Linked DNA regions of Mus musculus: region 1 is linked to region 2. The links are chromatin contacts, called in public HiChIP or PLAC-seq maps. All regions are on one chromosome and are shown on one strand. Each heading gives the region's core, a stretch centred on a gene start, on an enhancer-like site or on the middle of the called end of the contact. The rest is flanking DNA. Distances are from core to core; before and after follow the strand shown. Region 1 overlaps Hook3 (hook microtubule tethering protein 3). Region 2 overlaps Kcnu1 (potassium channel, subfamily U, member 1).

What was found. HiChIP or PLAC-seq counts read pairs in DNA pulled down with a chosen protein or histone mark.
Region 1: a FOXA1 HiChIP or PLAC-seq map of pancreatic cancer cells shows a contact between it and region 2. The contact joins two enhancer-like sites. A contact is called at or near these places in 1 of 115 datasets of contacts at active chromatin or transcription factors (pancreatic cancer cells) and 1 of 9 other capture datasets (embryonic stem cells).

Annotation. Positions count from the first base shown.
Region 1 is chr8:26,021,988-26,024,801 of GRCm38.p6, reverse strand. Hook3 (hook microtubule tethering protein 3) reads left to right here. Exons shown (of 22, transcript NM_207659.3): 22 at 1-2,814. Among named protein-coding and RNA genes, the nearest start is that of Fnta, 7.8 kb to the right of the region's middle. Within about 2 kb of position 1,326, at least 58 of the 459 cell types and tissues checked have an H3K27ac peak or open chromatin away from gene starts, as enhancers often do. A contact at or near this core is called in pancreatic cancer cells, where this site is marked.
Region 2 is chr8:25,886,288-25,889,293 of GRCm38.p6, reverse strand. Kcnu1 (potassium channel, subfamily U, member 1) reads right to left here. Exons shown (of 27, transcript NM_008432.3): 11 at 2,483-2,588. Among named protein-coding and RNA genes, the nearest start is that of Kcnu1, 38 kb to the right of the region's middle. Within about 2 kb of position 1,528, at least 11 of the 459 cell types and tissues checked have an H3K27ac peak or open chromatin away from gene starts, as enhancers often do. A contact at or near this core is called in pancreatic cancer cells, where this site is marked.

The sequences.
Region 1 (2,814 bases), core at 77-2,576, 140 kb before region 2:
GGACTGGATAGTGCTCCATTTCTGCTGTACGTGCTGTTTCCTGTTGGCACCTCAGTCTCAGGATTCAGAGTCTGGAAACACGCTTATAACTGGGAAGTCTATTTTATAACAATGCTGTGAAGCCAGCTTTTGGGGTTTGTGCTAGGAATTGAAGCTAGGGCCTCGTGCACTCCAGGGCAAGTGCTCTACTCACTAAACACTTTTCTGTTGAATGAGATTTTTCTTACCCTTTAAGGTGCTGTCTCCTAAAATAAAAACCTCGAGACTGTCCCTACTTGTTGCTCACACACACACACACTATTGCAAATCCCAAAGAGAGAAGGAAACAAGATATTCCAGTAATTAAGCAATCAGATCGGCTAAAAACGGAGGAAAGGTGATTTCAAAAGGAAATCGGTAGAGGTGCCAGGTATTGCAGAAATAGTTGCTATACTGAGATTTGTTTTCGGTTTTTACCTTGGCTTTTTTCTTAACTTTAACTTGCAAAGGTTTCATCTTGTACTGGTAGTGAGTTTTTTAGACCCAGAATTTTTCCATTTGCAACATGAAAGTAGCAGTCATGTTAGAGACCACACGCACTGGCGCTTGTTTCACGCATGATGACTGCCAGAGAATGGGGAAACTGGCTCATAAAAACACTTAATGTTGGTTTTGCTTTGTTTTAAAAAGATATGCATGTTTTAGTACTGTAAAAAGTTGGTGTGTTTTGGGCCAAGGAACCTAGCTCCAGTAGCAGAATATGTGGCTAAATTGCACAAGACTACCTGGCTCCAGTCCAGAGTCAATCAATCAAAGTCTGTCGGCTGGCAAGCACACCCTGCCCTCCCCCCTCATACTCACATTCACACATACTCACACACACACACACTCACACACACTGATGAAGTTTACTTCTGAGTCAGTCACATAGAAGGAAGCAGCGTTGAAGTAGAGACGTCCACATTCAGCTTTAAGGAAATAGAGACCTTGTTCTCCTTTCCAGAACTAAAACTTAGAAAGCCAGGATGGTGGCACACACCCATAATCCCAGCAGCAGGCTCAGGCACCAGGATCACAAGTGTGAAGTCAGATGAGGCAACAGAAAATGCAAATCCAGCCTGTCTCAAAACTGAAGCAAAAGTGCAGGAGTACAAAACCACAGACCGTGTTTTAAGCATGGTCTCTGTAAATGTTCCTAGCTATCCTAACTTCGAGCTTCTTTTTAATCTACTCAGAGTGGGTTCTAGGCCAAGTCTGTACCTCCTGCCATGTGTAATAGCCTGTGATTCTAGCACTTGAAAGGCTGGGGTAAGAGGCTTTCTACAAGGCGAGGCCATTCAGGGCTGCATGGTGAAATTCCATCTCCACTTGATACTCTAATCATTTCTCAGTTGTTCAGTGTTCAGGCGTGGCCAGTGGGCAGCATGGATGTAGGCCATTCCTTCAGTGCAGAAAACTGTGCCAGAAAAGGAAAGAAAATACAGGTCAGCTCACTAGAAGTTGCTAAAGGGATTAACAGGTGAAAAGTATTTCTTATAAAAGTTTTATACCAATATTTTGGCCTTGGGAAAAGAAATGAAAGCCTCATATTGTGACTTTTTTAGTATACTCTTCCCAACAAATTATCAATGAGTTATCAATTGATATAATTAAATCATTTTATAAATTATTTCATAATATTTTCACTCATTTCTTCCTTTCATATTTTTAAATTGACATTAGTTGTCATCCAGGAGAAACTGATAATAAATATTTAACTTATACTCAAATAAAAGTTAGTTAGCATCATAGCCCTATATTATTTAAATCTATTTATATCTTATGAAAGTCACCGTTTCTGCCCTATAAGCTGTACATTCATGATTGGCTGTCTTCTACTTCAAAAGTACAGTCAGGGCCAAGTCGTTAGGTTACTCGGCCCCCAGCTCGTACCTGCTTCAGTGGTGAATCAGCCAACCTTTTCTGAATGAAGCAGACATTTGCTGTTACAGAATATGATTAACTATGAAAGTATTAGAAATGTGAACTGAGTTTCCTTCACTATACTAAAGTACTTCATTTAATTTAAAGGATTATGCTGAACGTTTTCAAATCAAACTAAGGGACGTCTTTTAAAAGTGTCTGACTCTGTTAGTTTTGTTTTGTTTTTTGCTTTTCTGGAGTTTTGCAGTATTGGAGATCCAACCTAAGGCCTTGCATACTAGAATACTTTAGTGATCATATTTTTTTTTTATTTGGAGGCATCTCTCTTTTTAGCCTCGGCTGGCCCAGAACTTCCTCAGCTCCTCCTGCCTCCGCCTCCTGAGTACCAGGGTTAGAGGTGTAGAGGTGTGCTCTACCACTCTCGGCTAAGACTGAGCTTAGTGAAGCCTTTCCTGCCCAGGCGTGATCGCACTTTCTCTTTCTCGTCTGCGTTGATGATCAGGCAGCAGAATCAGAACATTATTGTCAATTTCCAAACAAGTCACGGGGTCGTTACTGTAACTCAGTACAGAAGAGCAAATGGTAGGAGTTCATTCTTTTGTTTTCTCGGGAGCCTAATTGAATATGTATTCTACAAAGACTCATTAGTCACGGATAATTTCAGTATGTTCTAAGTGACATCTTATTATAAATGTAGAAAATGGCTGTACACAGATGCCAATCAGAGACCTGGCACTTAACTTTCATAACAATTTACTTGTTTTCTTTTTTCCCATAGATTTAGTTATTTGCAATTAAGATGTACTAAAATATCATTGTCATTCCTAATTTTGGCATTTATGGATTCTATAATTCATAATAATTTGTACTGTGAAGAATAACTTCCAGGTTTGTTGCAGTTCTCTCATTGTT
Region 2 (3,006 bases), core at 279-2,778:
ATATCTGTGCTTTCCTATGGTTTTAGGTAACCCCTGTAAAAAGGTCATTAGACCTCCCCCCCCAAAAGGGATGCAAGCCACTGGTTGAGAACTACTGCTGTAAACCTTTGCTTTAAGTGGAATTATTCAGGTTAGTTACTTAGATACCAGGTAGCCAATTTTGAGTTAACATCAAACTTTACTAGTCACTTGGCCCTTGTTCATTTTTTATAGCCTTGCCCTTGCTGTGATTTCTGCTATTTGTCTTCAGGTTTAACTTATTAAGGCATTACCAATATTTAAGAAGGGGATCTGGGTTGGGAGGAGCCATCAGCAGAAAAGGCTTCCCCAGCTATGAGCCTTGCAAGCTACAGTATTAGCTGGCCTAGCAAACTATGCCCATGGACGTAATGGTGGTATGAATGATACAGGAATAATCAACTGTGGTTAGACTTAAGGCCTGGGAATAGAAAGAAGCTGTTACTGTAAACCCAAACCTGTCAGGATACTCTGGTGGAGTCAGCTTGTGAGGCAGAAATGCCAAAAAGCTGCTCATGAGAAATGAATTTCTAGGACTCTCCTCCTGGATATTCTGGCGAAAGCCAACTCTCCAGTTTGGATCGGTTTGTCAGGCGAAAAGCCTGGAAGCTGTTTCACGAGGATAAGAGTCCAGGGAAATTTTCCTCCCAGAGTTATGGCATCTCTTTCCCTAACCCATTATATTCAAATTTCCACCACATTAATCTAGTGTATAGATTCACGTGCACTCTATATAGTATTACCTTATAGTAAATGCCTTTTAAGATTGTATTCTAACATAGCTAAAGCCTTTTTCCAGTGTTCTTAGATTCCAGATAGCAGCAAGGAGTTTAACCTATTCAGTAACTAATTAAGCTGCATCATAAAACAATATAAACATCTGCTATTTACTCAGCTGTCTGTAGATAGAGACTAAAAGTCTCACTGAGATAGAAATCTTTTACTACAGGCTACATTCCATGTCAAGTATAAGTTGATATACTACCCTGATAAGGGGAAACTCTCCAGACAAGATAAGTTTTATTAGACCTAAGAATTTAGAGCTCTGTGATAGTGCATTACTCTTAAGGCCTGTCAAGAGTTAACAACCCCCTGATGCTTTTAACCTTAAAGTGTGAAATTCTTGCCTGGCATTAGGCTGATCCTAGGCAGGGCTTGTTATCCCTAATGTAAACATTTAATTAGTCCCTGTAAATTCCTTTCTGCTGTAACTGGTGAATTTCAGTGTATCTTGTCTTTTTGTGATTTGTATCCTCTGATAATTCGTTGTAATATAAGTCTGAAGCTCAACCAGAACATTACATTCAGATCCAACACCACCTGTGTATCTGTCTGTCACTTTTCACCCGACTTCTTTGCCCATCTGCCTAAGAAATCCCGTTCTTCACAGACCAGGGACCTAGAGGGTCTGTGGCACAAACCCATGGCCGGAAGCTCACAGGCACCAGGGGAGAATCTACTCTTGCTAAATGGACATACTATCAAAACACCTTCTGAATGCATCATTTCTATACCCATAGCTAAGTGTAGCTTCTTATCAGAGAAGTTTATGGAGTGGACAGCAATCAAAACATACACTAACAACTGGTCAACGTGCAGAGATTAAGTGTCTGTCAAATGATTAGCCACAAAGTGGACATCTGTATCACACCCTTTCACCCCAAAGGCTCAGAACATAGCCAAAGTGCATCGTGGAAAGATCCTTAGAGCCAAAGGCTGAGGAGTTCCGGGACAAAACAGTATCTTCTGGGCATGACAGGGCTGTTGCACCTATGAACTCATGGTAGCTTTTCTTGCCTACATAAGACCTATACAGGAGGGAGCCAGTGAACAAGTCAGCCCGGATTGTGGAGGAGCACACAAGCCAAAAGCAGAGGAGCCATTGACAGTTAATGGCTACTAGGGAGTCAGTTTTTCTTAGGGGTGTGGTTCCTGGGGTTGACCTTGAGCCAGTCAAGGATCCCATACCCATGTGTATATGGGCAGCACAGGTTGGATTAGGGAGAGAGAGAGAGAGCTGAGAGGGAGTGAGTCATGGAGGAATCCAGAAAGAGCTGGATGGGGAGTGGAGTGACTATAAGTAAAACATATGCTATGTATATATAAAATCCTTAAAGAATACATAAAAACAAAGGGGGGGGGTTGCACCATATACTGTGCAAATAAATGTTTTCTTAAAAATACTTTTAAAAAGAAAAGAGGTAAAAGAATATACGCCTTTGTTATCTGTAACCTTCTCCGGACCTCTTAAGTAATAAAATAAAATCCCATAGAGAATTTGATGGAATAGATCAACATTGAGGTTGACTTGGTACAGGTCAAGAAGGATTCGTTAGTCAGTTATTACACTATCAGTTTCTAAAATCATGGAAGCTGCGTTCTCCTACGGTCAAACCTGGACTGTTGGCTTCTGGCAAAGCAACATGGCTTAGGGAAGGGACAGAGAAAGTGAGTTAGATCTTACTGCAACTCGCTTCAGATCCTCGAACTTCAGTGCGGTGCCGCATACGAAGTTGGTACAGGATGTGTGGCACTTCAGTAAGGTCTCCAGTTCCAAGCAAGGGAGAGTCCTAGGCGAAACAGTGGCAAAGGTGGGAAAGCCCGGAGGCAGGCCTTGTTTGGCGGCTGTTAGCCGATCGCTCTAAATCCCCAGTTCCGTCAGAAGACACCCGCATTCCATTATGAGTCCGTACAGCCAGAGAATGCGGACACAGCTAACTAGGTCCACAAATGAGGGTGCGGATCAGGCCTGAGCCATCACAGTGACTCAAAACCAAAACCCCCAAATCAAATAATGCATGCAAACATGAATCACCAGATAACGAAACCAATTCCATCACCCAGATACAGCATTCGGGGGCTGGAAAGACAGCACAGTAGTTAAGAGCACCAGCATGCTCTCCGTGATGACCTATACAAGGTAGCTCTGAACAATCTGCGAATCCCAGCTCCAGGGGGAGCCAACGCCCTCCTCTGGCTTCCCCAGAC